2 separate regions of the Zea mays genome follow, and region 2 is linked to region 1. A link is a contact called in public Hi-C data. All regions are on one chromosome and are shown on one strand. The core of a region is the stretch at or near the end of the contact, and the rest is flanking DNA. Distances in the headings are between cores, read along the strand shown.

Region 1 (3,201 bases), core at 503-3,002:
GAGACGCTGAAATGTGTCAATGAGGTTTTCTTTGGCAGTCTTCTTCACTTCTTTGGATGAAGATTTTCCCCACCATGGTGGCATACTGAACACAGATACGGAGATGATTTATCTATGCACTCATAGCAAGATCATGCAGACTGAGCCTATGACAATTTAGAGATGGTGAACATGAGGAGCACTTCAACAAAAACCCTCCAGTACTGTAGTATTTTGGTGAACTGACAATGAACCCTCCACAGAGTGCAACACTGAAATGTGAATTTTTCCTGTTCTTGCTTCCTTGTGTGATAAAAATTCCAACTTAGTGTCGTCTCCACCCCAAAGCCTGAAACCATATGCAAACACCAGGTGATATCAATAACAATAATGGAGCACTAAAACAAAATATCATAATAATTTCTTAAGCTGACTGCAAGTGGATGTTCAGTTCCAGATTTTCAATAAATTGTGTAATCATTACGAGTAGCGTACTCTAAAAAACACACAATTGGAAACAATTTACTCGAAGTATAATAGGCATCATTTCAAAGGTTTGCTAGGATCATATAGAAATCAAAAGAAACAGACCCCAAAATAGCGTTAGTTCGATCTTGTAACATCATTTTTCATGAGAACTCTTACATGCAAAAGGGTAAAGTAACGGGGGAAAATAATCACAATGTTGACCAAAAGTTTGTCCGCAATACTAACAGCCACATGGACATAGTATCTAATCAAAACCATGTATGCAAAAACACTGGGCTTATGATATGCAGCTTTCTTTCAGAGCTCTCACGTAATAACCATTTTGAATGGGTATGATATGTGCTGGCGGCATAAGATATATGCACATTCGAATATGCAATGCACCATTTCAATCGGGGTGGCATAAACTACCAGGCTAACTGCTCTAAAGTATCCAACGCTAAGAAATCCGATATAACTCAGCTAACTTGTATACAAGTTGGAATTTATGCAGGAAAGGACAAGATGCAGTCATTGCCTCGAGATTTTTGCGAAATCAAATACACCCGCACCTTTGGTATCAAATCCTGTGGCGCCAACTGGCACTGATTATGCCCGGAAGAATAACAGCATAATGGAACTATATGGACGGACTAGAATAGCACAGTAGATTGTAAGCAAATCCACAGGTAGCTGAGTGTAGATAAAGCAAGATTCCGAATTGAATACTCGCAGTAGTCGCATTAATATTCCCCGCACAACAATAAAAACTCCGAGCACAATCTATCTACTCCGAGCAAGTTAGGAGTGCGTACCAACAAGACGACGAAAGCAATCGAAGCCCGGGTGGATCTCCGCTCCACCCCAGGTCCGGAACCACTAGAGCAGGGCGGCGGCAGAGAAGAGAAGGTGGAGGTGGGCGCCACCTGCGAAACAACGAAGAAGTCTGTGGAAGCAGACCTGTCCTGCTGCACCTGGCCGCCTGCAAGCGCCGAGGTCGCCGGCGACGAGGCGCAGCAAATCGGCACGAAGAAAAAGCACACCCGCGACGACGAGCTTCGAGGCGAAATCGGGCGGGCAGGAGAGGCCCGCGAGCGTAGGCGGGAGGAATCTGGAGGGGTGAGGGGTCGGAGAGGGACGCGCAAGGGGGGTAATGCAGGATGCGGGGGGCGGGGGAAAGGGGGGGAGGAAAGGAGACGACGACGGGAGCGGGGGAGGAGGAAGAGGGGCAGTTTTTGTTCGCCCTGTCTGCTGCGTGCTCCGCGATGCTCTTGTGCCGTTGTGCGAAGGGCCAAGGGAGTGTGCGTGCTTTGCGCCGCGCCTGTGCTGTGACGTGCTGTGCTGTGACGGGACGGCAGTGAGGAGGGAGGGGATGGTTGCTGGTGGTGGCGAGAATCTCGTGCGGTTCGGGATCACTGTGGCCAGTCGTGCCGTGGTGGGGCTGGGGTCCGTGGCAGCTGCTCCTTCCTCGTGACAAACGCTGGGCCTGGGCCTTAACTACAGTGTTGCATTGCATGTGCTGCTATGGTTAATTTGGAAATGGGGTATGATTAGGATGTTCGCAGCGATCACTCCTTTGTTTTATTGAATTACGGCAAATCTGTAAATGTTACTAGACATCATGAATTCCAAAAAATTGTAAGATTAAAACACATTTTCATTTGAGACTTGAATATGATGAACAACAAAAGACACGGTTTAGAAAATCATTGATCTAATTTTAGAAGAAAATGATAATATGTGAGAGGAGTATATTTGTATATATGTGTATGATGAAGATGTAAACAAAAGATGTCCATAATATCAACAATACTCGTACCAACAAGGTTTACATTCTTTTTCGGAGGTCTATGTCGAAAGAACATCTAGGTTAAACATTTTTGACCTAGAGAAAAGACTCGTGTCTCGTAAGGATAGTCTATGATCATAGAGGGGTGTCAGTATTAACTACCAGCGTCTAGAGGTAGCTTGGATGTTACACGTTCGGACATATGGTGTGTGTGGGCCGCGAGATGTCACATGGAATGATATATAATGACACTAGATACAAATATGTGGCCAGTAAGGGAAAATTCTGACTTGGTGTTAACCAAAAAGGGTGTCGATCTTCTAAGGGGGTGGATTATGATATCCTAGCCCAAAGCTTAATAGGGTTGATAAAATACTAATGCCAACAAGGTGTATCTTTTTTTAGAAGTCTATCTACCTTTGAGTTAAGCGTGCTTAGTCTAGAGAAATTTTGGGATGAGTGATAGACCGAAAAGTTTTCTTAGATGGGCATAAACTGCCATGAGTAACTAGCGCTAGGCCAGGTAGACAATCTTGCCATTTTTATGGCTTGTACCATTGTTCCTCCTTATGAAATGGCATCATTGTTCCCCCTTCACCTCTCTATACCAACACAAGTAGACAATCTCGCCATTTCTATGGATTGTACCATTGTTCCTCCTTATGCAGTGGCATCATTGTTCCCCTTCATCTTTCTATCCCAACATCTAATAGAAATCCATGAAAATGGAGATAGATTTGAAACAGGTGTTGCACGGAGAAAGAGGATAGCTCAAATAGGGCCTAGCCAAGGATTACAATCCTACTCATGGGTGAAATACCTCTATTCTAGTGACAATCTAACTTATGAGTATGGATATATGTGGACATCATACTCAACAGATGCTTGTACATGGGAAAAATGTTACCTATGGTACAATGCGGGCATAATTTACTCCACTTGCACCTTACTCATCCCGCTGCCAT
Region 2 (3,652 bases), core at 940-3,439, 200 kb after region 1:
AGGCAAAAGCAGCAAAGCAGGACACAGATGCCGCCTCACTGAATCGCTGCTCAGAGCTTGGCCGGCAGCAGAGCGGTGGTTCATGACTTCATGCAGTGATTGATGGAGGTCTGACGGGCCTGATGGTGCTATCAGAGATTGATAGCGGGGAGGCTACAAACCAGAAAAAAAGTTTAGAAGAGACTGAAAGTTTAGAAGAGACTGAAGTAAACTGGTACAATATTGAAACTTCTAAGTTATATTATGTACATTTTAAATTCTAGAAGATGTTCTAGTGAGGCGGTTCAGGATGGGATGTGTTTGCCAAACTTGAATTCACAGGTCTGCCAGTCTGTAGCCCGCTGGTTAGGCTCGTTACAGAGTCATTTCACATGCTGAATCATACATTATACAGACATTTCACAAGAATCAGTCCATTTTCACAGAAGAAGAAAAAAACATAGCAAATTCACAAGACTAGTCGAGGCCGTGTAGGCGTGAAGCATACCGAATTAGCACATGCAATGATGCGGAGTAGGAATAGGAGAATATACATGATTCTGACAGAAAGACATTTCCAGCGAACCCATTTTTTATATACGCTTTAAACCCAGAGGCTACCTAAAAGATCGTAGAAAACTAAGATCATGCGATACTACAACGCCTTTTGTACTACTTGTGAACTCCAAATAAAGTCCATCAGCGCGTAACAGAAAGCGACGATGGCAGGCGCTAGCTAGCTAGCTAGTGCGCTAGTAGGTTTATGTATCTGCTCTCCTTATTTTTTTGATTCGAAATCCCTATACAGCGCAGTACGTACAGAATCCACGGCAGCCACAGCATGGCGGCAAAGCTATAGCTATGGATTACAGCAGTCCAAAAAGCCGAGCGAAAAGCCCAAACTACAAGCGGCCATCGGTTTTTATTTTCTTTAATACGACAGCCATCTGGCCATGTGCGGCGGAATCTTGGCACCGGCGCTGCTTTTACCACTGGATACTTTTGTTTCCGTTCCAGCCCAACCAAAAGGCCGCGAGAGACAAGAGATGATAAAAAGTTTAAAAACTATTGCTCGACAGTGAATTGTACATGCACATGTCGAGTTCACCGTTTCCACTCACGGGCTCACAGCGTCACGTACGCACAGAACACCGGCAAGGAAAAGGAATTCACTGCCGGACCAAGGTAGAAAACAGAAGAAAAAAAAAATCCTGGCACCGGCAGGCGGCAGCTAATATGAACCAGCTCCTCCACACATAACCCATCACCCATCGTTCCATCATCTACAGCTTGGATGCCGGTACTCCAGAATTATATTGAGACCATGCGGTTCATCAATCACCATCAGCACTTTGTATCGTGATCCAAGGTCCAGTCCAGAACACATGTATTAGTTTCCTCCCCTTTTGGTCCATAATAGTACCCCCCAAAAAAAAGTCACAGGGCAAGCAAAATGCAGAAACTCGCGGAGAGGACTATGTCAAGCAGGCATTGGAATGGAACCCATGATAACGAGGGTCCAGAGCAAAAACAGCGCTGTACACACACACGCATCTACTACTAGTAGCACTTAGCAGCGAGGCAGTGATCAAAACGTACCCAACCCAACCCATAATTAGTGAAGCAGAGATTACTAGCTAGTAAACCTCCTCGGGGATGCTCTGCAGGCCGGGCTCCCACTCCCCGCCCGCCTGCATCGTCCGGCGCGCCGCCTCGGCCGCCCTCCGCGCGCTGCGCCGCCGCAGCGACTGCAGCCTCTGCTCGGCGCCCGGCCCCGCTCCCGCGCCCGCGCCCGCGCCACGCTGCCGGTGGCGGCGCTCGCTGCTGGCCGCCGCCGCCGCCGCGCCAGCGCCGTCGTCGTCGCCGAGCGCCGCGACCATCTGCTTGAGCTCGCGCCTGCTGACGACGATCCTGACGCGCACCGCGCCGCCCACGTCCTCCCGGGACAGGAGGCGGCCGCCGTGGCGCAGCTGCTCGAGGGCCTCCGCCGCGGCCTTCGACTGCTGGTGCCGGCCGTCGGCGGCGGCGGACGCGTCCCTGGGGAAGAAGCACCTGGACGCCATGGCTAGGTGGTCTCTGGGTGGGCTGGCCGGGCCGCCGAGCGGTGCGCCGGCCTGGCCGTCGCCGACGTCCCTTGCAAGTTAGTAGTAGCAGCACAAAGGCTAAAGCGAAGGCAAAGTGAATGCGTGGGCTGCCGGTCGAGTAATGTGACGCGCCCCGTACCAACATGCTTATATACACGCCTCTTGGGGGCATGTTTGGTTCAGTTTTTTCTGACCAGCTTTTTTGAAAATCTGGCTGTGGGGAGAATCTGACTTTGGGGAAAATCTGAGTATCATTACGATTACGTGTGGAGGAAGATAAAGTTGTTCATAGAGCTCAGGATCTAGAAAGTGACGGATTACTACTATTACAACGACTCAACCAATTATGTCTTTATGTTGATTTTGGATGGTTTTTCTCCAATAAATTTTATAGAAGCTGGCTGAAAATCTGAGCGTTTGGCAGTCCGCAGCAGCTTTTAGTGGCCAGAAGCTGCTAGAAGCCGAAACAAACAGGGCCTTGGTGAGCGCAGCCACAACTGTCTCAGAACGCTCAGCCGTGTCTACGAGTCTGACAGGTGGGGGATCTCTGTCCGATTAAGATTTTCGCTTGGAGCGCTTCTGCGCTTGGCAAAGTTAGTACTAATGAAAAAACTGAGGTGGTAGTACCTTTTTAAAACTACCAGTGATTAAGACTCTAGTACAGTACAAAACAAACATGGGACAGGGACTAACATATTGAGACGGGAGCTGAATAAAAGAGACGGAGGGACCTAGCCTCACATGGCTGTCCCTCTCCTCGCGGACTGGGACGACGGAGGAAACATTATTGCAAGTAACGTGTTGGCGCACAAGCCCCATTCGGTTAAGATGGCGTATTTGACATCATAGACATCGGTAATCGTTAGCTAGTTGCTACCGCTTGCCATTCCCACCCATGTCCCGCATCGTATGTATCGGTATTTGCCGCCGGCCGCATTTCTCTGCCTAGCTAGATATACTAATAAGAGGGTGTTTGGGAGTGAAGTTTTTTCACAGTTTTGGAAGAATACTGCAGTATTCTCAAATACTACGGTATTATATACAAAATGGTGTTTGGCAAGCTAGCTAAAATCTCTGTTTTCAAAAATGAATGTATTGCAAATACTATAGTTGTTTTAAGGTATTCTAAACTTAGGTCTGGACCTCAGTTTCTAAAATTGTGGTATTGTAAACTGCGGTATTGTCATGACTAAAGTATACTGTAGCATTTCAAAAACTGTGGTTTCTAAAAACTTTGTTCCCAAACAGGACTTAACTTTATTTTCATGTGATCGATAGATCATCCCATGCATGTTTAGACGCATCCAGATGACGGGCAAACGCAATGATCACCAAGTCGATCGGTTGCGCTGATTGAACTAGCCGAACCGCACGCACGGTCGCGTGGCACCGAGAGCGAGAACTGGTCCCAGATCTTTATACACTTGCAATCCAAACGACGAAAGAGACGTCAGGCCGGCTTGCACATAACCGCCGCGCCAGCTAAACCACCACCAGTTCGAAAGAAAAATCCCACAGAACCAAAGTCTTGTCATTTCCGGCACGCAAAACGAATTCTCTCCCTCTCCTCGATCTGCTTATGATTACCG

Evidence for each region. Hi-C and Micro-C count contacts between places; a contact is called where the count stands out from the background.
Region 2: a contact with region 1 is called in a Hi-C map of leaf, with 7 times the contacts expected there. The contact joins the promoter of LOC103653888 here to the promoter of LOC100381765 in region 1. A contact is called at or near these places in 3 of 25 Hi-C or Micro-C datasets (ear, leaf and tassel).

What each region holds. Positions count from the first base shown.
Region 1 is chr4:159,017,593-159,020,793 of Zm-B73-REFERENCE-NAM-5.0, forward strand. LOC100381765 (putative MAPKKK family protein kinase) reads right to left here and starts at 1,753. Exons shown (of 13, transcript NM_001321347.1): 1 at 1,263-1,753; 2 at 1-328. The coding sequence starts at 84.
Region 2 is chr4:159,220,820-159,224,471 of Zm-B73-REFERENCE-NAM-5.0, forward strand. LOC103653888 reads right to left here and starts at 2,190. Exons shown (of 1, transcript XM_008680700.4): 1 at 1,027-2,190. The coding sequence starts at 2,042. The coding sequence ends at 1,617.